Linked DNA regions of Mus musculus: regions 2 and 3 are each linked to region 1. A link is a contact called in public HiCAR-type and HiChIP or PLAC-seq data. All regions are on one chromosome and are shown on one strand. Each heading gives the region's core, a stretch centred on a gene start, on an enhancer-like site or on the middle of the called end of the contact. The rest is flanking DNA. Distances are from core to core; before and after follow the strand shown. Region 1 overlaps 2610027F03Rik (a long non-coding RNA gene). Region 2 overlaps Celrr (cerebellum expressed regulatory RNA). Region 3 has its middle 21 kb from the start of Gm34698.

Evidence for each region. HiCAR-type assays count read pairs that join an accessible place to other places. HiChIP or PLAC-seq counts read pairs in DNA pulled down with a chosen protein or histone mark.
Region 2: a HiCAR-type map of fibro-adipogenic progenitors shows a contact between it and region 1, with 2.8 times the contacts expected there. The contact joins two enhancer-like sites. A contact is called at or near these places in 1 of 15 datasets of contacts at CTCF or cohesin (the NIH/3T3 cell line), 4 of 115 datasets of contacts at active chromatin or transcription factors (the NIH/3T3 cell line, embryonic stem cells and fibro-adipogenic progenitors) and 1 of 9 other capture datasets (embryonic stem cells).
Region 3: a contact with region 1 is called in an H3K27ac HiChIP or PLAC-seq map of the NIH/3T3 cell line, with 3 times the contacts expected there. The contact joins two enhancer-like sites. A contact is called at or near these places in 1 of 15 datasets of contacts at CTCF or cohesin (the NIH/3T3 cell line), 9 of 484 Hi-C or Micro-C datasets (the C2C12 cell line, the HL-1 cell line, adipose-derived mesenchymal stem cells and 6 more) and 6 of 115 datasets of contacts at active chromatin or transcription factors (the 3134 cell line, the NIH/3T3 cell line, embryonic fibroblasts and 3 more).

What each region holds. Positions count from the first base shown.
Region 1 is chr1:120,755,643-120,760,066 of GRCm38.p6, forward strand. All of the region lies in intron 2 of 2610027F03Rik (a long non-coding RNA gene), which reads left to right. Among named protein-coding and RNA genes, the nearest start is that of Gm29345, 48 kb to the right of the region's middle. Within about 2 kb of position 2,304, at least 87 of the 459 cell types and tissues checked have an H3K27ac peak or open chromatin away from gene starts, as enhancers often do. A contact at or near this core is called in the C2C12 cell line, the NIH/3T3 cell line, fibro-adipogenic progenitors and 3 more, where this site is marked.
Region 2 is chr1:121,110,172-121,114,595 of GRCm38.p6, forward strand. The region is part of intron 2 of Celrr (cerebellum expressed regulatory RNA); the gene reads left to right. Among named protein-coding and RNA genes, the nearest start is that of Celrr, 25 kb to the left of the region's middle. Within about 2 kb of position 2,355, at least 50 of the 459 cell types and tissues checked have an H3K27ac peak or open chromatin away from gene starts, as enhancers often do. A contact at or near this core is called in the NIH/3T3 cell line and fibro-adipogenic progenitors, where this site is marked.
Region 3 is chr1:121,012,378-121,016,801 of GRCm38.p6, forward strand. No RefSeq gene overlaps it. Among named protein-coding and RNA genes, the nearest start is that of Gm34698, 21 kb to the left of the region's middle. Within about 2 kb of position 1,949, at least 49 of the 459 cell types and tissues checked have an H3K27ac peak or open chromatin away from gene starts, as enhancers often do. A contact at or near this core is called in the C2C12 cell line, the NIH/3T3 cell line, muscle stem cells and 2 more, where this site is marked.

The sequences.
Region 1 (4,424 bases), core at 1,054-3,553:
TTTCCTCCAAATGTAAGCTTTCTTTCCCCTTCCTTCCCTTCCCTACCCCATTCCCTCTCCTCCCTCTCTCCCCTCCCCTTTGTTCCTTTTTCCTTCATTCCTCTCTTTTCTCCCCTTCCTTCCTCTTCCTCCTTTCCTCTTCCATCCCTAACCTTCCCCTTACTTCTCTTCCCTTTCTTCCTCTCTTTCCATTTTCTCCTCCCCTCCATTCCTTTCCTATCCCTTATCCTCCTCCTCCTCTTCCTCGTCCCCCGAATTCTTTTCCTATGCCTTTTCCCTCTCCTCTTCCTCTTCCTTTTTCTCCCTATTCCTCTGATATTTACTGGGAGGAGGCGGTGCTCAGGTCTCACTATGTTGCCTAGGCTGGCCCTGAACTGTTGGGCTCAAGTACTAATTCTCCTGCCTCAGTCTCCTGTGTAGTTGGAACTGCTCAGGTACTTGGCCTCTTTCAAAGATATCAGCACTCAGAGCAGCCTTTTGAGCAGAAATGCGTGCTTCCATTTAGCGATGGAGGTTGGGATGCTGTGGGTGTGGGAAAGCTCCACCCAATGAAGTACTAAAATCTTTAAATACTCATGGCCTTATTACCCTCATAATTCTCTTCAGAACAATGGAAATAGCAGTGAAATCGCTTTTGAGGCAGGCTGCAGCTAATTATAAGAACTATTTTAAAAAGTATGTGTGTGCATATGCCTGTATATGTATGCCAGTGTTTATAGAGATCAGAGGTCAATGTTGGGTGTCTTCTTCAATCTCTCTCTACCATTATTTTCCTCTTTTGAGACAGTCTCTCATTGAATCTGGGGCTCACCAATTAGCTCCAATGGCTGGGCAGCAAGCCCCAGAGAACCTCCTATCCCCACTGTCCCCAGGTATGAGCCTTCAGGTATGCAGTGACACTCCTGGGTTTTTTAATGGGAGCCAGGGATTCAAGTGTGGGTCCTTGACAAGCACTTTACCCACAGACCCATCTCTCCAGGTCTGATTATAATTATTATAATAATAATTATTAAAAGGCATCCTGTATGTTTAGTGTCAATTCAGAAGTATTTGTCATTTCTGATCCCGACTCTCACACTGTCCCAGGCTATGATTACCCTCTTCCTCCAGCCTGCTAAATCCTGAGCTTACAGGCGTGTGCTACCATGCCTGGCAAACACCCTTTAGTACTTGGCCTCCAATAACTGAGTTTGGTTTAATTAAGTAATCAGATGGACTATCACAGATAAGCCAGTCCTGAACACAAACAACAAAGGAAAGTACTTCTAAGACACAGCCATTCCTGTCAGGTTCTGATCACTATCATCTTGATGGTTTTTATCTTTTGTATCATAAAATAATTCATCTTAAACATTGCACTTAAAGGAACTTGACTGCTGATTCATATTTGAGTTAATCTGGTATCAATTACTGGCTTGGGTTTGGAAAATTCGATGTCTGAGCAGATGAAATACTTCAATACCTTAGATAGAGCTGGTTTCTGGATCCAGCCTGCAGTGGCATGGTCAGAAAAGTTTAAAATATTTCTGCCAGATTCAAAGACGAGCAAGATTAAAAATTCCCAAATGTGTATCCTGGATCTCCTCCAAAAAACATTCCATCTTTATTCATTATTGGATATTGTCTTGATTAAAATTCCTGTTGGTTTGTCCTTGGTTAAGTAGTAATCTTGTAGCCTAGCATTTGGAATGTATTGGGATCATGTGACACGCGTGAGCCCAAATGAATATAGAGAGATCTCTTTCACAAGTCAGCAAGGACGACTAGAACGAGTTCAGATTTCAGCAGCGCAGCTTCAGGCGGGGGGAGGGGAGGGAGTTATCTGGTCGGCACATTCTTTGCCAACATGTGAGTCAGAAAGAGCTGTTCAAAGCAGGATGACTTTCCCCGTAACACCAAAGTCCTGAATCCAGGCCGATTTCTCCAGAGAACTTGAGATTCTCCCCCTTCTTCCCCCTTTATCTCTCTGTTCTATTTCTAGCAGTTGCTAACTTCACCCAGTAACATGTGAAAAATGCAGTCCACAATGGGAAGCAGATGACTAGGCCACCATCTTCTGAGTCACCCTTCTGTCCTCTGCATTCCTTTCAAGACTGAGGACTGATTCTGAGGAGGGGCTGAGCAGGGAAATCCAAGGGAAATTTGGGTCTCTTCAATAACCCTGAAAGAGAATGTGTGTATGTGTGTGTGTGTACGTGTGTCTGTCTGTATGTGTGTGTCCACATGTTTATGTAGAAGCCAGAGGACAGCCTTAGCTGTCCTCTCCTTCCAGGCACTGTCCACCTTTGAGACTGGGTTTCTTAAGGACCTGTAGCTCTCTGATTCAGCTAGGCTGGCTGGCCTGTTTCTGCCTCCCTCGTATAAGCATCTACTACCATACTTGGCTTTTTAACGAGGGTGCTGGAGATGTAAACAGAGGTCTTGCATGGTAAGTACATCACTGAAAGAGCCATCTCCCTACCCTCATGCAGATGCTTTTTTGGTTCCCACAACCTGCCTGGTACTGATCCCCAGGGACTCCAGTCTAGGTCCTGATGCTTGTGGAAGATCAAGAAGAAAGGGAGGGAGGCTGTGCAACATTGGAAGGCCCAGCTGGCCTTTTGTTTTGTTTTATATTAATGGGCACTGGGACATGAAGTCTGTCTCAGAGCAGGGAGGGACAGAATATTGGCGAAGGTCTGAGTCCCCAGAGATGACAAGAGCTGTCAGCACCTCTCTTGTGCTGGAAACATATCCGTCAGCTAGAAAAAGTCATGAGGTGGAGCTGGAGCCAAGCGTTTTGGGATAGACTCAACTTTAAGGCAAGCTGTCGGGGAGTCAGTTCAAGGCTGTGTAATCCCCAGTATGGCCGGTAAGAATACCACGGGGGCCTGGAGGAAACTATGCTCCTGCTGGCTCCAGGAACTGGGTCGGGATCCTCAGGAACAAAGCATCCAGCTGCAGTGATAGCTGCAAAGAAGCTCAAAGGGGTGTGTATGTGTGTGTGTGTGTGTGTGTGTGTGTGTGTGCACATTTATGAAGGTCAGAGGTCAATGCCAGACATCTTCCTCAATTTCTCTCCACCTTATTTGTTGAGATAGGGTCTCACCCTAAACCTGGAGCTCAGAGATTTGTCCAGACTGGCTGACTGGGAGACCCAGTCATCCTTTGCCTCTGCCTATCAAGTGCTGGGAGTGTAGGCAGGTAACTCCAAGCCCAACTTTTCATATGGGCGAGGGGATCTGAATGCAGCGCCTCACACTTGTGTGGCAAGTGTTATCTCATCAGCCTGACACTTCACAGTATCGTGTGACCCTGGCCGCCCAGCTTCTGGGAATCTGGCCTGCTACTTACAGAAATGAATGAGTCAGCTCACTTCCCATGAGGCCAAGCCTCAGGCAGTCTTCTTGGGTTTAGAGTGAACTTGCCTTCAGTCTCTCACCCACGTGCAGAAACACCAGTCAAACCAGGATGCTGAGTAGTTAGTTAAATGGTAGCTATGAGATGATCAAGGCTCTGTCTGGTTTCTTCAGATCTGTAGGCCCCACACCCAGAATAGTAACTGCATATCCATATTTGAGATTGAGTAAATGAATAAATGAATGAATAATATCAGATTTGTGAATAAGAATCTATGGTGCAATAGTCAAATGGTTTTGAGCACATGAGCTGACAAATGCATTTAATATTTTAACACATATATATCATATAACATAATACTTTAGTTCATTCATCTTTTCCCTCTCCATTCTCTTCCCTTCTTCTTTCTTTTTTTCTCCCCTACCTTTGTTCCCTTTTCGTTAAGGTTTCATTATGTAGCCCAGGCTAGTCCCAAATAATCCTCTGCCCCAGTCTCCCGAGGGCTAGGATTACAGATGTGCACCACCACACCCAGAGGAACACATCCTTTCAACAAAGGGAAACTCAGGACAATTGGAGTAAGGAAAGGATCCCTAAGCTACTGTGAATTACTTCCTTTGCAATGCTAAGCAGGTACTGTCCCATTAACCCAAGGAGGAAATGGAGGCCTCAAAAGGTGAAGTCCTTTGCCTAAGGTGCCTGAGAGGAAAAGAGGTAGCATGGTTCACACACAAGGCTCCCATATCAGAACTGTCTTAAGGAAGGAATTACTGGTCATTTCCTTATGGTGCTACTGCGCCAGCGTTTGGGGAATTTGGACAGCGTACACACAGCGCTGGAAAAGAGTTTAGAATGATTTCTTTTTATGGGAAGATTTTCGAATTTTGAGATTCAGATCAGATTAAGTAGGTGAAAGTGCTTTTTCAGGCTGCTTGGCTTGATGCTAAAACACAAAATAATATTTACAAAAAATTGTCCTGGATCCAAATCCCATATAAATGCATTATTATTATTATTTTTTTTTTAGCCAAGAGCTCACAGAAGCAAGAAATAAATCACCATGCCTCCAAATGAGGCGGTGACTG
Region 2 (4,424 bases), core at 1,105-3,604, 350 kb after region 1:
AAAAGTCCAATCTCCTGGTTTCTTTTGAAAACAAGAGGAAATTACACTGCAGGGCCCACATTCTGGTAGGGAACGATCTGAGGGCTGAGCACGGACAGGCAACCTTCAGTTTGCCTTAATCCCCACCGTTCCCATGCCAGTCAATCAGCTGTTCAGACACTTAATGGTCTACTGTGAAGCTTGTTGTATGTAGTGCATGAGGACATATCTGGAAAAGTACTCAAGAATAAAGAAAAGTAGCTGGAGAGGTGGCCCAGTGGCCAAGAGCATGTGCTGTTCCTATAGAGGACCCTAGTTCTGTTCCCATCTCCTATATATGACCGCTCACAACTTCAGGACCAGGGTGTCTGGCACTACTTTGGCTTCTGCAGGCACTACATTCATGTGTACAAACATGTGCATGCATGTGCGCACACACACAGAGGTGTGTGTGTGGGGGGGTGTAAATGAGTTATCAGCAGCCAAAGCAACTAGTATTAATTCTGTAGTGAATGTCTAGCTGGGCAATGTTCCTGAAGCTGTCCCCAGTGATCAAGGGAGGTGGGGGGTGACCCATGAAGAAATGCTTAGTATCTGCTCACATTGACAAATACTAAGTCACCCTTCTGCAAGTCACAGTGATATGCCCAGTGGTCTCATTTACTAATGGTTAGCTGTATCAAGATACTCGTGGGGTTTGGGGTGAGATAATTTAGTCTGTCAGACAGGATCTGAGTTCAATCTCCAGTTCCCACATTTAAGAAAAGGTGAATGTGTTGGGTAGTAAGGAGCAAGGTGGCATTTGCATGTAATTCTTGAGCTAGAGAGGCCGAGACAGCTAGGTCTCTGGATAGGCCAGCCAGTCTGGCCTACTTGATGAGCTCAGGACTAAGGAAGGAGGAACCCCATCTTCATACAAGGTGGGAGCTAGAGAGATGGTCCAGCAGTTAAGAGGGCATACTCTCCTTGTAGAGGTTCATGGTTCAGGTCCCAGTATTCACATCCATTTGTTACTCCAGCCCTAGGGGTTCTGACACCCTCTTTTGGATTTCCCAGACACTTGCTTTCACACCTGAATACACACACACATACAGACACACAGACAGACAGACAGACACACACCACATACACACACACACACACACACACACACACACACCACAGACACACAACACATACACAGACACAGACACACCACACACACACACACATACACACACCACATACACACCCATACACCACACCCACACACTACATATACACACACCACATACACATACTACACACACACACACAGACACACTACACACACATATACCCCATACACACATAGACACACACCACCACACACATACACACAACATATACACCCACACACCCACACACTTTCACACACACCCCACCTACTCCCCCCGCCACACATACACCACACACACACATACCACACACACACACACACACACACACACACACACACACACACACACACACACACACACACTATGTTGCTATAGAAAAGTAGCCCAGGCTTTGACTTTCCCACAAATGGCTAGCTTCTACTTGTAACCTTCACTTGTAGACCATGTATCTCTTCACTAAGGCAGAAGCCACAGATCTGAATTCCTTCCCAGATGTTGGAGAAGCACAAGGCCTTCCCTAGCTTGGGAGTTCCTTGGGATGGGCCAACCTGGGCTGGCAGCAGTGGGTGGGCCTTGAGGACAAGCTGTCCTGGGAGGCCCCTGGTGACTATTACATTGAGAGATCTCTGAGGCCCAAGTCTGCTTAAATTATCCTGGTTTCCCAGAGTGACTCAGAGTCATCATTTTCTGTTCTTGGCTGCAGCGCAAACCTTTCATTTATTGCTGATGGACTGTGTGAAAACAGGAATACACAGGCCATTCATTCCGAGCTCTGTCAGCCAGGAGGACAGCATGCTTTGCAGAGGCCATTCAGAGGGAAGTCTCCTGTTCAGCTCACCAAACAATACCAATTCCTCAGCCTGGCTCTCATTGTCTTTGCTGTTCTCCCCCTTCTCCGAGGCCAGCTGTTGTGTTTCCCCATCCTTTGATGTAATGCAGTCCTCATAGAGTAATATGTTTGTATAATACCCAGACACAAAATCTAATTATCTCTAGAATCCCCTTCTTGCTGTTACAGTTAGGAGAGGGGCCCGCCAAGCTGCCAGCACACTTGTAGACTTTAGCAGGGCTTGGGGCACTGGTAGCACATCACCATGTTCTGTACACTCAGAATGCTAACCACTTTCACAGAGATTTTTTGGGGAAGGCATTGCTCAGAAAAATCTTACAGTGCATATTCTTTCCAGATGTGAGGGTGAGCTGGCTCCAACATCTGCCACCCAATACATATTTGTAATACTTTATGGCACTTTCTGTTTACAAGGCTGTGCTTCTCTGGATGGACAGCCCCTCGTGGGCCAAGACTGTCTTAGACTGAGCAGATGGAAAACAAGCCAAAGCATGTAGAATAAATGGACCATGCTCACTAATTGATTTATTAAGTGTGGCAAGGGTCAGGGTTCCTGGAGAAAAATACTCATTGTGCATCCCTGCCTAGGAATCCTGGGATTTGGAAGGAGGACTCTGAGGTCATCCTCCATTACCTCACCCTTGGCCTTCTAGGAGGGATGATGAGAATTTGGATACACTCCATTTGGATTCCAAAACTTTGGAGGTTTGGTTAACATTGGAAGGAAACAATGGGAGAGGAGCAGGAACTGTGCGCCAACTGCATACCAGTCATGACATGAGATAATGCTGTCATTGTGAGATCTGTATTATCCCTTCCGTTTACACAGGAAGAAAGCAGGGCTGGCACAAGAGCTTCTGCAGAGAAAGAGGTACAGATGAGACCATTTGTACTGACTCTTCTGGCCAGTGAGCTCTCTCTCTCTCTCTCTCTCTCTCTCTCTCTCTCTCTCTCTCTCTCTCGTGTGGGAGGGGTGTGTCTGTTTATCTGTATGTTTGTGTCTGTGTCTGTGTGTTGGTGTGTGAGCGTGAGCAGAGGGATAACACAGTACTCAAGTGTCGATCTTCCACGTTGTTTGAGACAGTTTACCGTTCACCATTGCACATTCCAGATGATCTGGCCAATCAGTTTCCAAGGGCACTCCTGTCTCCTTGCCCATCTCCCCATATGAATACTTAGATTGCAAGGTCATGCCACTGCACTTGGCTTAACATGTGCACTAGGGATATGAGCATGGGTCCTCATGCTTTTGCAGCAAACCTAACTCACGTGCTCACTTCCCTGCCCCCTCACGTGCTCATTCTTATTCCGGTCATTTTGAGGTTGATATTATCAGTTGAATCAGACAGGGGTCACTAAAGTCAAAGTCAGGGAGAGGCTGAGGCTGATGCTCACTAGAAGAGCCATGTGAGACATACTTTGAGAGCTTGGGGACAAGATATTTTTCCCTTTGATTTCCAGAAAGATATGGTTGAGGCATCATAAGTCAAAAGCAATTAGGAGGGCTGGGGAGATGTCCAATGGGCTAAAGTATTTGCCTCAGAATTCTGAAGACCTCAATTTAGGTCCCTAGAACCTGTGCAAAGCCAAGTGTGGTAATGCATGTCTCTAATCCCAGACTGCCTATGAGAGGTGAACACAAGAGATTCCCCTGAAGGTCACAGACCGGCTGGTTGGTGTATGCAAAAGAGAAAGAGAGACCCTGTTTGAAAAAGGCTGAAGGTGAGGTACAATATCTAATGTTGTCCTGTGATGGCCACACAAGTTCAGACACACACATCACATTCATATATACATTAAACACATGCCCACCACATATACACATATGCATGCACATTTGCACATAAAGCACATATCACACAGTATTATCAAACATGTTTTATATTTCCTATAATGTTGTTCCTTCAGCCGAAATATCCCATTCAGAAAAGATTGGAACCATCAGAGAGGAGTAAGTGGATTTTTTTGCCTTCCTTTTACTAGCCCTGATTTTAGCTAGACAATATATTTTTTTCCTACTCACATTCAGAAATCTCGTGAAGGATTCTCTAGGGAAACAGCCAAGGACCTCCCCAAACCCCCAAATTTGTGACTGGAAATTTTATTTAAAGTGGTGGCTTTTTCTTGAATCACATTTCCAGAAGCCACAAATTTCCTATTCAGAATCCCCACCAAACATTTACCACTTTATTGCTTAAATGCAAACTCTATGTGGTCATTCCTGACAAAAATATTGAGTCTGCTTTTCCTCTCCACCAGGGGAGAATTAATTCTTATTGCAACACTGGTTAGACATTAGCTCTCTATAAGTCAGACTGTAGTTCAAGTCTGTGACTTAGGACAGCTGCAAATGCTACTATGCCATAGTCCATCCAGGTCATCCCCCTTCCCCAGCTAGGACTCAGCCAAGGTGTTGTTAATTGTGATATTTTCCAAAAGTCTAAGTCACAAGTGGC
Region 3 (4,424 bases), core at 699-3,198, 260 kb after region 1:
TCATAAAATGGTACTAGAGCTTCCTTCTGAGCTTGCTTTTAATACTTTTAAATCAAAGACACTATGAGCTCACAAAAGAGAACCCAGGTTTCCTTGTAACAGGATTACCTGGGTGGCCACTAGTTCAATGGCTTCTCTCCTAATTGTTCCTCTTGCCCACCTACCAGAATTAAAACTCCCTAGGCTTTTGCACTGTGATTATTCTTTCCCTCAGTCCTGTCTCCACTACCAATAGCTCCCCCATTTCAGTAATGAAACACTGGTGCAGAGTTGATTTCTTCTGGAAGGAGACATTATGAGCAGAGAAATGTACCCTGACTGGTGTGGTGTCTGCAGAAGGTTGGATATGATTCAGTGGTCATGTTTTCAGAACGCTCCATCAATGACAGTTGGAAACATATGTTTTTTATAAATTTCTCATTCCCAAACAAAGACTGACAGTAAAGCCCAGGGCTTTGATATTTGTATAAGTTGTTAAGTGGTTCACTGGGGAAAGTACATTTCAATTAGCATGTCACTGCTAATCATGGCGGCTTCCAGAGAGACATTCTGATTAAGGTGGTTGTTGAACAATACATCAAAAGTTGGGGCTTACTAAAAAGCTGTTCCCTTCAAGGTTGCTCATGTCACCTGATGCCTGGCTGAATTTCCTGAGCTTTTATTTAAAATCAAATGAGACATTCAAAATCCCGCTTTAAACTGAATCAATTCAAAAAAACTCCTTCCACTTTAGTACCATAAATATTAGCCAAACCACTGGTAGGTGGAGCATACAGGACCAAGTGAGGTAAAGGGAGGCTATGATGAAAGACTAGGATGGTCTCAGCTTCTCTAGGGCCATCATCTGAAGTGGTCCATGATGTAAAAGATGTTGGTTATCAATTTATGTGGGCAAACACATGTACAATAATGTATACATGCATGTCTAAGTCAGATGTGTTGCCTTTCAGGTGTTTTCCTCAGTAGGTTTCCACCCTAGTTTTTGAGATGGGGTCTCTCGATAAACCTGAGTTTACTGATTTGTCTCAACTTGCCAGTTAGCAAGTCGTTCGAGTCCTCCTATCTATGTGCCAGATCTGGGTTGACAAACGTGCAGCCATGCCAGGCTTTTTAACATGGGTCCTGGCCCTTAAACTCAGGTCATCCTGTTTAGATGGCAAGCATTTAGTGACTGAGCCATTTCCCTAGCCCCCTACTATTTTCAAGCTATTTCTGATTGTGAGCTTTTGCAGAGGGTGGAGAAGTCATGATCTATGATCAAAACAAAGTGAAATAAACTTTTATTCTGCTGTGGACAAGGAAACTGCAACTCTACATGCTTCAAGCAAGAGGTTTTCTTCCTCAGAACTTCATCCCACTCATACTTTAGGCTGAGATTATGTTCATAAGCTGTAGATAAATTTACAATTCCTCACTCAACAGTCAGTCTTGCTGTGAGCTTTATGTACACGTGCAGGCACACACACACACACACACACACACACACACACACACACACACACACATTTTTTTCCTCTTTTATGTACTCTGCTGCCGCCGTTAGGACATTAAACGTTAGGAAGTTTTCTGCTGTGTTCTTTTTTCTTTTGTGTCCCTGTATCTTGTTAGCTCATACGGATGTCCTTAAGATTGACGGTACAATTTTGTGCAATTCAATCCAGGGGAACATTCCAATCTCTCCCAGCCTGAAAAGTCCGGGAAAGACAAGAACACCAAATTTGTTCCCCTTATCTACCCAATTTAGTAGCTATTTGTCACCGTCAATTAGTCAAGGGTGAAATAATTACCCGTGGCTTGAGTGAGAGAAGTGAAGTCTGATTGGCAGCAAGAGAAAAGAATAATCAGATCGTATGAGAAGGAAATATGAGATGAGTGGGTGGCGTGGTTGGAAGACCCAGGGCAGGCCTTCACCCAGAATACCTCTGAGTCACGGCTGCTGGTCTGCCCTTTGTGACTCATTCCTTCAGATGAGCCTGGCTTTCTTCCTGGAGCTATTTTTAAAGCATCTCAGGACCCAGACAGGTTAACAAAAATTCAGTCACTACACAGTATGTCTTCTTTTCATTTTAATTCTTATTTTATTTATTATTTGTGTGTGTGTGTGTGTGTGTGTGTGTGTGTGCGCACGCGCTTGCGCGTGCATGCACACAATGAGTGAGTGTGTATGTCTGTGAGTGTGGGTATTCATCTGCCATGGCATGTGTGTGGTCATTAGAAGATACTGCAGAACTTTAGGATGGTTCTCTCCACTCAGATCAAGAAAACACTTTAGAAGTATTCTGAGTGGCTTATCTCTGGTCTAGCCAAATTGACAAGCAAAATTAAGCATTATACAAGGTAAATATATATGTATATACACACATATATACACATATATGTATATATGTTTACATATATACACATATACACATATATACATATATATACGTGTATATATATATATACATATATATATATATATCATAGTAAGCACATCATTTGCACTCAGTGTAAAGGATTTTTTTTTTTTTGGCCTGGTCCTACCCCACTGTCAGTGAGGCTGCAGAGTCTTTCACTGGTGGGCTGGCTCTCGGTCCTCACAATCTTCCCAGTTCTTCTGAGGACCACTTTTAGCTTTACAAAGACAACCTGGTTCCTTGGGTTTATGACCTGTACCTTATTTCTCTCCCTGTCATTACAGGCATCTCATGTGTCCAAGCCCATCCAGCTCTTTCTGCTACTTGTCCTCATTATCTAGTCAAGAGCACATTTTTTTCTTTTACCTTTATAACCTCCATTTCACTTGACTTAACCCCCAAATTTACATATCATCAATGAAGGAGAGCAAGAGAGAGGAAAGCTGTACAGCAGAGAATAATATTACAAGACCAAGAAAGGAACTTTGGAACAGATGTGATGTCTCAGTGCTTAAGTGTGCCTTCTATGTAATCTTGAGGACTGGAGTTTGAACAGAAACACTCATGTGACAAGAAGGGTGTCCTGAAGACACTCTTTCCACATCAGAGACACATGTGCAAATAATCACACAAACACGTGTACATAGATAAAATAAATCTTTCCTTTTTATAAAAGAAATAAACAAACATTTACTGTGCTAAGATATCTCCCTAGTTTCATTTCTGTTGCCACAACAAAATGTCCTGATAAAAAACAACTTGCAGTAGAGAAGTGTTTATTCAGTTCACAGTTTATGGTAACCATCCATGCTGGCACAAGGACGTGCCCATGGCAGGAGCATGAAGCTGCCAGTTGAGTCCAAATGAATGGGTGCATGATTCTTTACTTGGTTCATTTCATGGTCCTTATATAATTCTGGACCCCTGCCTAAGAAGTAGTGTCACCCACAGTGGACTGAGTCTCTCCTTATTAATTACCATAATAAGACAGCATTCCCAAGACTTACCCACAGCCTAACCCATAGTAGACAATTCCTCATTGAGAGGCTTCCCAGGAGATTCTGGGCGGTGCCAGATTGACAAATACATCTACCTTCATCAAGACTAGACACTAAGATTTGAGAAATGGGTAAGAAGCATAGTGCTCACACTTTCCCACTGCTGCCCTGCTAGGAGTCTTGAATGGTTTCTTCTGAAGGCTTGATGCCCTAGTGAAGAAGAAAGCTAGGGTAGTGAGGAGGGAGTGGGGTTGGGGAGCACCTCATAGTAGTGGGGGTAAGGGGAGATGGGATAGAGGGTTTGCAGAGAGGAAACCGGGAAAGGGGATAACATTTGAAATATAAATAAATAAAATAACCAATTAAAAAAGGAACTTCAGGTGTGATTTAGGAATGGACTTTGAGCCGTATAATAAACCTGGGTAATATGGAAAAGTCTGGCTGATTTGTATAAATCCTCAAAATCAAAGAACTTGGTCAGTTAGATCAGCCTCTGAGTAGAAGAATCCACATGCCATTGGGGACACAGCACAATGTGCTCATTTCCTGTTTAGAGGCAAACTGTAGAAATAGGGGGTTTTTTTGTTTTGTTTTGTTTTGTTTTGTTTTGTCATCAACTGTGGCTAAGGGCTCAGTGGACCTAGGCACTTAGGTACAGTTAGAACTTCCTGACAGAGAAAGAACCGGGAGTTGGTCATCACAGACACATATTTCTCATATTTTGCTGACAATCAGGCCTATAAGAAAAAAATAGCTGGGGTGAGATCAATCAGGTGACAACCATGTCCTCCCAGTTCTGTGTCAAGGCTCTGCACTTCACCGTCCCACTCTGTTGGTCAGCATTCTGTCACTGTGACAAAATGCCTGAGGAAGCTCAACTTATTAGCCCAGAAACTTAATATATTGAGATATAAGATACAATTTGCAAAACACATGAAACTGAAGAAGAACGAAGACCAAAGTGTGGACACTTTGCCCCTTCTTAGAATTGGAAACAATCACCCATGGAAGGAGTTACAGAGACAAAGTG